Linked DNA regions of Rattus norvegicus: region 2 is linked to region 1. The links are chromatin contacts, called in public Hi-C maps. All regions are on one chromosome and are shown on one strand. The core of a region is the stretch at or near the end of the contact, and the rest is flanking DNA. Distances in the headings are between cores, read along the strand shown.

The links. Hi-C and Micro-C count contacts between places; a contact is called where the count stands out from the background.
Region 2: a Hi-C map of Schwann cells shows a contact between it and region 1, with 3 times the contacts expected there. The contact joins the enhancer-like site here to the promoter of Cbr4 in region 1. A contact is called at or near these places in 6 of 12 Hi-C or Micro-C datasets (the A7r5 cell line, Schwann cells, hepatocytes and 3 more).

Annotation. Positions count from the first base shown.
Region 1 is chr16:33,653,553-33,658,987 of GRCr8, reverse strand. Cbr4 (carbonyl reductase 4) reads left to right here and starts at 2,416. Exons shown (of 5, transcript NM_182672.2): 1 at 2,416-2,661; 2 at 4,646-4,766. The coding sequence starts at 2,520.
Region 2 is chr16:33,767,794-33,772,630 of GRCr8, reverse strand. Sh3rf1 (SH3 domain containing ring finger 1) reads left to right here. Exons shown (of 12, transcript NM_198764.2): 9 at 2,358-2,617; 10 at 3,863-4,224. Among named protein-coding and RNA genes, the nearest start is that of Cbr4, 110 kb to the right of the region's middle. Within about 2 kb of position 2,445, at least 1 of the 93 cell types and tissues checked has an H3K27ac peak or open chromatin away from gene starts, as enhancers often do. A contact at or near this core is called in Schwann cells, where this site is marked.

The DNA of each region.
Region 1 (5,435 bases), core at 1,167-3,666:
GACGAAATCTTGAAAAAATAAGCATTTTATACATACATACATACATATGTATGATATTCATACACATACACATGCATATATACATATACATGTATACACATACATATATACATATACATATATATACACATACATACACACACACACACAGCCACATACACAGCCACACACACAGCCACACACACACAGCCTCACATACACACACACACACACACAGTCACACACACACAGCCTCACACACACACACGCACACAGACAGACACACACAGACACACACACAGCCTCACACACACACACACTCACACACACTCACACACACACATACACCACACATACAGCCTCATACACACACACGCATACAGCCTCACACACACACACAGCCTCACACACACACACTCACACACACTCACACACACACACATACACCACACATACAGCCTCATACACACACACGCACACAGCCTCACATACACACACACACACAGTCACACACACACAGCCTCACACACACACACAGCCTCACACACACAGCCTCACACACACACACATACACCACACATACAGCCTCATACACACACACGCACACAGCCTCACGTACACACACACACAGTCACACACACACAGCCTCACACACACACACAGCCTCACACACACAGCCTCACACACACACACACTCACACACACACACATACACCACACATACAGCCTCATACACACACACACACGCACACAGCCTCACACACATACATACAGTCACACACACACGCACACAGACAGACACACACAGTCACACACACACACAGCCTCACACACACAGCCTCACACACACAGCCTCACACACACACAGCCTCACACACACAGCCTCACACACACAGCCTCACACGCACACACACACACACACACACACACACACACACACACGCGCGCGCGCGCGCGCACACACACACATATATCTCAAACCTACTGAGTTGCAGCACTTACTAGGCTCAGGCAAGACTACAATGAGTTTGAGGCCAGTTTGGCTACCTGACAAGACCTCATCTAAATAAGAACACAATTAAACAGAACACTTGGAAAACAACTCATGTATTTATTTTTCAGCCATTTTAAAGCCTTTTCAGATTTAGGCAGAAGAAAAATAAAAACTTTAAAATTAATGCTCAACTTCCATGGTAGCTCCCTTCCTCCCATTTACAAATCAATTCTTAGACCCAGCTTTGCCAGATTTCCACGCCTTCAGTCCTCGCTGGCCTTTTTGATTTCTGGTGTACTTTACTTAACAATTTAGCCCACTAATGTTTTATGTGAATTAGTCCGGTTGTCCCAGAATCTCCCCTGCCCCCCCAGGGGGCATGGTCTATATTTTCTTTATTTAATACACTAAATATTCTGTCAAGAAATGCTCTCTTTACACTAGAATGGTAACTAATGATGCCTTTGGTGGAGGGAGGGGAGGGACTGTTGAGACAGAGTTCTCTGTGTAGCCCTGGCTGTTCTGGAACTCTCTCTAGACCTAGACTTTGGCCTTCAACTCAAGAAAATGGCATACTTCTGCCTCCCTAGTGCTGGGATTAAAGGTGTGCACCACCGCATCCAGCTAACCTTTTTTTGGTTTTAAAGCACTCAAAACATCTTATTTTGGAGTACAGGAACCCAGTACTGGCAATAACGATCTAAGCTTGCTCTTTAATCTTCAGGCTATTCTGATCAGTCAAAGAGTGTGGAGGCCCATGCCTGTACATGCCAGCAGCACTCTGGAGTCTGAGGGAGAAAAATCATTGAGAATCTGAGGTCAGCCTGGGCTATATAGTAAGCACTAGGCCAGCCCGGGTAACATAGCAGGTCTCTTCCTCAAAAAGAGGAGCACAAACATTTACTGTGCAGTGTTCTTTCTTTGTTGCTTTCTTAGAGACAGGATCCCATTCTCTAGACCAGGTTGGCCTTGAACTCTCAGTGATTCCTCTGCCTCGACCTTCTGAGTGCTGGGTGTACAGGCCTGAGGCAGCACACGGGGCTGTGTTCTTTGACAGGACATCTACCCTCATAATAATATTGCAGTGCAAAGCCAATGTCTACAGTAACTTGGGAGACCACTTTACACTTGAACAGGTTTTGTCTGCAGTAAAAAATGTGGGTGAGCCAGGACAAGTCCACACTCAGAAGGACATAATGTGATTGCTAACTCTGGTTTTTCCTGGAAAGTCCACCATTTTAGCAACCCTATTATCTCTGAACAGAGGATTGGTCCTTTGTTCCTTGGTGCCAACTAACCAGGCATAGGAATAGGCAGTCAGCTACAGTTACTGAAATGCTCACAGGCTCAAGCGAGCAAGGACTACAAGTCCCAGCATGCAATGCAACCTTACAAGAGTCCATGTACACCGACGTCTAATTCTTGCGCCTTGTTCTGTGGCCCGGGTCGGTTGTCCAAAGAGCTTGTTGAATTGTTTTTCCAGTTGTTGTGCCTTTATTATAAGTTCTGTGTCTTAGGGATCCATCTTGCCGGTCCGAGGTCCAAGATGGACAAAGTCTGTGCGGTTTTTGGAGGCTCCCGGGGCATCGGCAAGGCTGTAGCCCAGCTAATGGCCCAGAAGGGTTACCGCCTGGCGATCGTCGCCAGAAACTTGGAAGTGGCCAAAGCCACTGCGAGCGAGCTCGGCGGTAGGTACCGGAAGGGTCCCCGCTGCGAGGCCAAGTTTAAGTGCTTGAACTCCAGTCCATGGGCCCCGGGCTACTGTCCGTGTATTCCAGTCTGCGCCCCAGATCTTTCGTGCCCCATGACCAAGCCCTCACTGCGGCTCTCGCCTACTCCAGGCAGACTCTGAGGACCCCTAACAAATAGCTGTCTTCCTCGAGGCCAGAGCTGATATTGAGAGACGCTTTGCTCAGGCCTCTGGTAGGAGAGAGTGAATAATGCGATTATACTGAAAGGAGAGACGTCAGGTACAAATGGCTAGGTTGCATTTTGCTGAGAGCTCTTGCCCTTTGTGAAGGCACACGACAGTATTTCAAAGAGAAGCTCTTGATAGGTCAGGGTGGCTTTCCCAAGCTCATTAATGACTTTAATAAGTTACTAATTTGTTTTCCCAGACCCTTTTATTGTATTTCAATTCCAGGTGCCCCCTCCCCACTGGTTATCAACGGATATTAGTCATTGAATTGCAAGTTTAAGTCTCAGTTGGAGAAGGCAACATGGAAGAATGGAGAAAAATACACATCACTATCAGGAAAGCATTGGGCCTATTATAGGTCTAAGTGTGTCTGGTGCCTGCTGTATTTCTTTACTTATATGAAAATAGCCTTGATATGTAACTCACACTGGCTTTGAACTTGTGATTCTGGTGTCTCAATCTCCATGTTGCTGAGATGACCTTACTGTGGTGCAACAGTGACATCTTTAGGACAGAGTACCCTTTGAACCTGCAGTGTAGTATCCAGTTTTCCCGGGTACAGGGGGTCTTACTATGCAGTTTAGGCTTCCCTTAGGTCAAGATCTGGTCTGTGCCTCCTCAGCATCGGGAACACAGGGGAGCACATCTGTTCATGCTGGTGCAAAGCCTCAGCACCTAGTCAGCACTGCTTCCAGTTTGCCAGACAACTGATAGTCCACCTTGCCCTGTGGACTAGTTAGTCACCTGTTCTTCCACTCTCCAACATGTAGTTGGTTCATCTTGGTGTATCCCTATCATAAATTGAGGAGCATGTGTGGTAACATGGTAGCTTATTAAATACACAGTACTTTTCCTTTGAAGTCTAATTTCCTGCGTATGGTGATAGGGATCAGGGAGTTCTACTGAGCCACCTCTCTGCCTACACTGACCACAAGCTTACAGTAGTAATCTCCTGTCTGAATGCCGAGACTGCAGGTATACATTAGTTATCATGCCCAGATTTTATTACCATTTTAAAAGTCACTTATTTTTTGGTTGGACGGGTACCTATATGCCATTGTGTACACATGGAAGTCAGAACAGTTTGTTCTTTCCTTCCATATGAGTCTCCAAGGTTCAACCCAGATGTCAGGCTTAGTGGAAAGTGCCCTTAACCAATGCGCCATCTTACTGGCCCAGACTACTTTTATTTTTAAACTTTCCAAGCTTATTTCTTCTTAAGGGTGGAGGTCTCACCCAGGATTGCTTGAGTCTAGCAAGTGCCAGCATTGTGGATAGCAGGGTACTCATAGTCCTTGTGTCTCAATCTCCCACTCAGAAAAACCCTAAAGCTCAAGGTAGGTCTCGGTAATGTTTTATTTTATGTACCCACTGTATCCCAGCATTTGGCAGGCTGAGGCAAGAGGAGCCTGAGTTTTGAAGTCAGTCCAGGCAACACAGTAAAAACTTTGTCTCAGAGTAGAAAAATCAAAACCAAACAACAATAAAACCAAACACACACACACACACACACACACACACACACACACACACACACACACACACACACAAAGAGAAGGAAGAAACAAACCCTCATTATTTCTCCTTCACTTCCATCCACTCTGTCTCTCTCATTGGTCTCCATGAGAACAGGAATCCAGGATATCCTTTTGTCTCTAGGCTCGTGGCTTACCTTAAGAGTCTAATGATAAAGCCAGTAAATTGAAAGTCAAGTTAAGATTTCTAGGTAATTCCGACCTAACTTTGTTTTGTAGGAATCCACTTGGCATTTAGGTGCAACATTGCCAAAGAAGGAGATGTTCACAGTACATTTGAAGAGATGGAGAAACATTTAGGTCCAGTAAATTTCTTGGTAAATGCAGCTGGTATTAACAGGTTGGTCAAAGATTGGGGTGAATTTCTGATACCTGTTTTAAAAGATTCTTTTCTTAATATGTTCATGGCTTAGTGTCTTTTTTTCCATTGCTATTACAAAATGTCACAACCAAAGGCTATATATAAAACAAAGTGTCCAATTGAGGTTATGGTTTCAGAGTGTTAAAGCCATGTTGGTGGAGTAAAGCCACCCTAGTAGCAACAGCCAGGAACTTGTACTGAGAACTGCGTCTGGGAGGCAGGGGTAGGGCACAGGGGAAATAGAGCCAGTCTTTGAAACCTCAGAGCCCACTCCCAGTGACATACCTCCTCCAACAAGCCATTCTCCCTACTCTTTCCCAAGCTTGGTCCTAAACTGGGGCCAAGAATTCAAATATATGAGCTATGGAGACCATTTTCATCCAGAACACCACAATTAGTATGATACAATATATTAGGCTATTTTATTTCTAACTGGAAAGACTTATTTCAAAAATCGTCAATCTATACATTCTTTTATTTAAATGATGTGTGTGTGTGTGTGTGTGTGTGTGTGTGTGTATCTTCATGTTAGTATATGCAGATACATGTATCCCCCAGAAGCTAAAGAGGGCATCAAATCCCCTAGAGATGGTGATACAGGCGCCTGTGAGCTACTTGATATGGATGCTTGGAACTGAACTTTCACCC
Region 2 (4,837 bases), core at 1,196-3,695, 110 kb before region 1:
ATACACTCAGGATCTGACACATCCAGAAAATGGCAGCCAGAACCTTCCTGGTGTGTGTGTGTGTGTGTGTGTGTGTGTGTGTGTGTGTGTGTGTGTATGCGCGTATTTATATATTTATACATGCCTATTTATATATTAAAATGTGTTTATATATAAATACATATATCATAAAATATGTATATAATTAAACAAGAGAAATACAATAATGCAGAATGAAATTAAAAGATCACTTTTTTCAAGAGATTCAGAATCAAACTGTTAAGTGTCTGCACATTTAACTCTGGGAAATGGTTGCTTACAGCAGCTGCTCTGTAAAGCGCCACTGTGGAAAGATAATCTTGATAAAAAGTATTAATTGTAGATTAATTATAGACTTGCTATACGCAGAATTGCCTCTTAAATGAAATGATTAAACTCAGCTCTAAGTCGGTGTTTAGGGCTGACTGCATTGCCACACCTGAGGCATTGATGGGAGAAGAGAAGGGCCCTTGTGTGCAGGCCTGACCTCCAGAGGGTTTTTATGTTGGGAGTGGGCGTCTACAGCAAGGCAGTGTGTGCAGAGCATGACAGCGCGACTGCATGCATGGACTCACAGTGGCTCTGTGGCTGCATGCAAATCAAGCCAGCCCAGATACACCATGGGTGGGCGAGGGGCTCAGGAGCCATTGGCAGGTGATGGCTTCTAGAAGAATGAGAGTCAGTTTCCTTCAGGACTAAACCCTGGAGGCTGTCCATGACCCTACACCCATGCACATAATGGAGGTACTCAGTGGGCTCAGTGGGCTTAAACAAAAGAAGCAACAGCAGCACATGAAGCTGGGGGAGAAAAGGCATGGGGAAGACAGGGGGAGGAATTGAAGGGAATGAGTTGAGGAAAAGCATGTTGTCGCATATACGAAATTCTCGAAAAAATTAAAATAAAAGCGTACCATATTCCGTAATCAAGAGGTGAGCTGTACTCAGTTTATGGAGAATAAAACTGGAAAGGAGAAAGCCATCTCCATGAAATAATTAAATCATAAGGTGCAACTTGAATTTAAGGTGATGATTCTTAAATTACCTGGTCTGTGCAGGGTCTTGAACTTGAGATGGTGATAGGTCATCAGAAAAAAGCCAAAGGGCCCATTCCGTGTGTGTGTGTGTGTGTGTGTGTGTGTGTGTGTGTGTGTGTCTGTGTGTCTGTGTGTCTGTATGTCTGTGTCTGTGTGTCTGTGTGTGTGAGTATGCAGATGTGTGCGTGCAGTGTGTGTGTAGTGTGTGTGTACAGTGTGTGTGTATATGTGACTTTGTGTGTGAATGTGTGTGCTTGAATGTGAGTGTGCAGTGTGTGTGCGAGTATGTGTGTGAGTGTGCATGTCTGTGTGAGTGTAGTTGTGCCTTTGTGAGTATGCATGTGTGTGAGTGTGGTTGTTGTACCTTTGTGAGTGTGCAGTGTGTGTGAGTGTGTGTGTGACTTTGTGTGAATGTGTGAGTGTACATGTGTGTGCCTGAGTGTGAGAGTGTACAGTGTGTGTAAGTGTGGTTGTACCTTTGTGAGTATGCATGTGTGTGAGTGTGGTTGTTGTACCTTTGTGAGTGTGCAGTGTGTGTGAGTGTGTGTGTGACTTTGTGTGAATGTGTGAGTGTACATGTGTGTGCCTGAGTGTGAGAGTGTACAGTGTGTGTAAGTGTGGTTGTACCTTTGTGAGTATGCATGTGTGTGAGTGTGGTTGTTGTACCTTTGTGAGTGTGCAGTGTGTGTGAGTGTGTGTGTGACTTTGTGTGAATGTGTGAGTGTACATGTGTGTGCCTGAGTGTGAGAGTGTACAGTGTGTGTAAGTGTGGTTGTACCTTTGTGAGTATGCATGTGTGTGAGTGTGGTTGTACCTTTGTGAGTGTGCAGTGTGTGTGTGTGTGGTTGTACCTTTGTGAGTGTGCAGTGTGTGTGAGAGAGAGAGAGAGAGAGAGAGAGAGAGAGATCACTGTGTTCACAGACACTTGTGTACTATGTTAGAGACAGGTTGAGAAAGTCAAAGCAAGATCAGTACGATGCAAATGGTGGGTGTTACTCAGGATGAAGCAGGAAAATTCATGGCTTTGAAATTCCGTGGAGCTGGGTGGCCACAGAATGGGAAGCTAACCCTAATAACTGCGTTCCTAGGTAGATAGAATGTGTGGTTTGGTGACTCAAGTGGTTCCAAGACAATTCTCTGTCTCAGCCATCATTTCTTTGAATGTTCTGTTCTTAAAGTCTTGTAAAAATAATCCCATTCATTTTTTAAAAGGCTTTAACGCTCCGAGTCATTTTTCTTGCATTCATTGTTCTGTCTCCCTCTTTGCTGATGGCTTGGGTTTTCCGTCTGCTTCTGTCTTGGCAGGGCGGTGACAAATGCCTCCCAAGCTAAAGTCCCTATGTCTACAGCGGGTCAGGCAAGTCGTGGGGTGACTATGGTCAGTCCTTCCACCGCAGGAGGGCCTGCACAGAAGCCCCAAGGAAATGGCGTGGCTGGGAATCCCAGCGTCGTCCCCACAGCTGTGGTGTCAGCAGCTCATATCCAGACAAGTCCCCAGGCTAAGGTCCTGCTGCACATGACTGGGCAGATGACAGTCAACCAGGCCCGAAATGCTGTGAGGACAGGTAAGAGGGGAACAGGCCTGGAATGCATGAGGAATGGGCTTAGGTGACTAAGCAGGTTGGTGACAACAGGTGTCGAGAAAAGCAAGTATGAATTTAAAATAATCACTGCCCTCTTGAACTAGAAACTACAAACCAAACTGTGTTGCCAGGACTTCTTCACCACTGTGGTAGGCACCCCTGGCAGAGACAATCAAAGAGTGACAAAGGGATTACTTGGTAGCCAGACCCTATCACTGAAGGTCCATGGTTGATGGAGAGCATTCTAGGTGGTGGGGCAGAGATGCCACATTTGTGTTGACCATGAAACACAGTGAAAGGACCAGCACAAGATACATATTCCGAGATATGCCCCAGTGACCCGTTTATTCTAACAGGCCCCACCTCCTAGTAGCCCAATGATGAAATTGCCACCCTTATAATCCAGTCACCCCTCAGGACCACCAGCAGCTTCTGACCAAGCCTTCATTCAACACATGAGGCCCTTCAAGGGACGTCTTCTGTCTAAACCATTGCAGGCATTCTAGAGCTGTTTGTTTGGAATAAGCACACCATGAACATTCGTTCAAGGCCTATAGACCTGAGGTATAAGAAGAATTTATCAGATCCTAGGAATATGAGTGGTTGAGTACTTGAAACATGATTTCTGCAGGTAAGGTCCTGTCTCCAGTCTCACTGTTCTGTGTGACTGTAGCACGATTCTCAGCCAAGCAGTGTTATTTTTGATGAACTAGTCACGGGTCTATTTTAGACTCGATGGGAAGTCAAGTGCCTTTCTTAATTCTGCAGCGTTGAAAACCTACCAAGAGTCTTGGGTAACAACAGTGGAGTAAATTGAATACATGTGAATTCCATCAGAAAGATTGTGAAGGGAAGTGGGAAGTCAAAGAGAGAAGAGAGAGAGAAAATGTATAATAGGTAAAGGACTTAAGACCGGCGTGGTTTGTTGCCATGGTGAGCCATCAGAAACTGGCCCTATGTCTCAAATGCTGTGAGAAATTATTGTTCATGACTAAAGGCTTTGGGACTGGTGACAGCACATCTTCCAAGTCCTCAGTAGCCTCAACTGCTCACCCAGAAGGAAAGTAGCATCCAGAGGTCCAGCTAGGATTTACGTGTGCTGGGCTCTCCTGCGCCCATTCTTTATTGCAATAATGGCAGTAGCTGCCTCTCGTTATGATTCACACTTTGGGAAGAGTGTTTACTAGGCCACTGACCCTTTCTGTATTTTCTCCTGTCACCTGTCAGTTGCAGCACATAACCAGGAGCGCCCCACAGCAGCAGTGACTCCCATCCAGGTCCAGAATGCAGCCTGCATCGGTCCTGCATCTGTAGGCCTGCCCCATCATTCTCTGGCCTCCCAACCTCTGCCTCCAATGGTAGGTCCTGCTGCCCACATTGCTGCCGTCAACATCAATCGAACCAGTGTCCCCCTGGCCTGCGCTGCAGGGGCATCCTCTCTGGCCTCCCCAAACATGACCACTGCTGCTTTGGAGACGGAGCCCAGTGGTCGGACAGTGACCATCCTCCCTGGACTCCCCACATCTCCTGAGAGTGCTGCATCGGCCTGTGGGAACAGTTCAGCTGTGAAACCAGACAAGGACAGTAAGGTGAGAGCCCCTCCTTCTCTTCTGTTACTCCCTGAAGGTCTTTGCCAGTGAAAACTCATTGTTCCATGGCCTTTCAGGTTCTTTCCATGGGTAGGTTCATGTGCCACGTGCCAGGAATACGGTGGTGCAGAGACCTGGGCACTGCCCCAGCCTCATGTCTTGGTCCTGTTATTTTCTACATTTTTGATACCCTTGAGTTGTCAGGCCCCCTACTGGGTAATAAGGAGACCACAGTGAGTAGGATTCAATCAACCTCGGCTTGCAGCTTTCCAAACCTAAAAGATGAACATCGTCTCTTCAAGTAACTTACCCTTTTATTATTTTGCTGTCCTCAAATTTTCATGTCCAGTGTTCTTGCTAGTTGACAACTCCTCTTTTAAATGTTTTTTTTTTTAGACAGGTGAAAAGGTTGGAAACTGTCCATTAAAAATGTTATTCTTGGGTCAGAGAAATGGCTCAGTAGTTAGTATTGTGAGAGCCTTAACTTCTTACATAGGACCCAAGTTCACTTCCCACTGCTCGTATCGCCAGTTCCAGGGGATCTGACATCTGGCGTTTCTTGACATTGCATTCATATGCACATACGCACCGCATCTCTCTCTCTCTCTCTCTC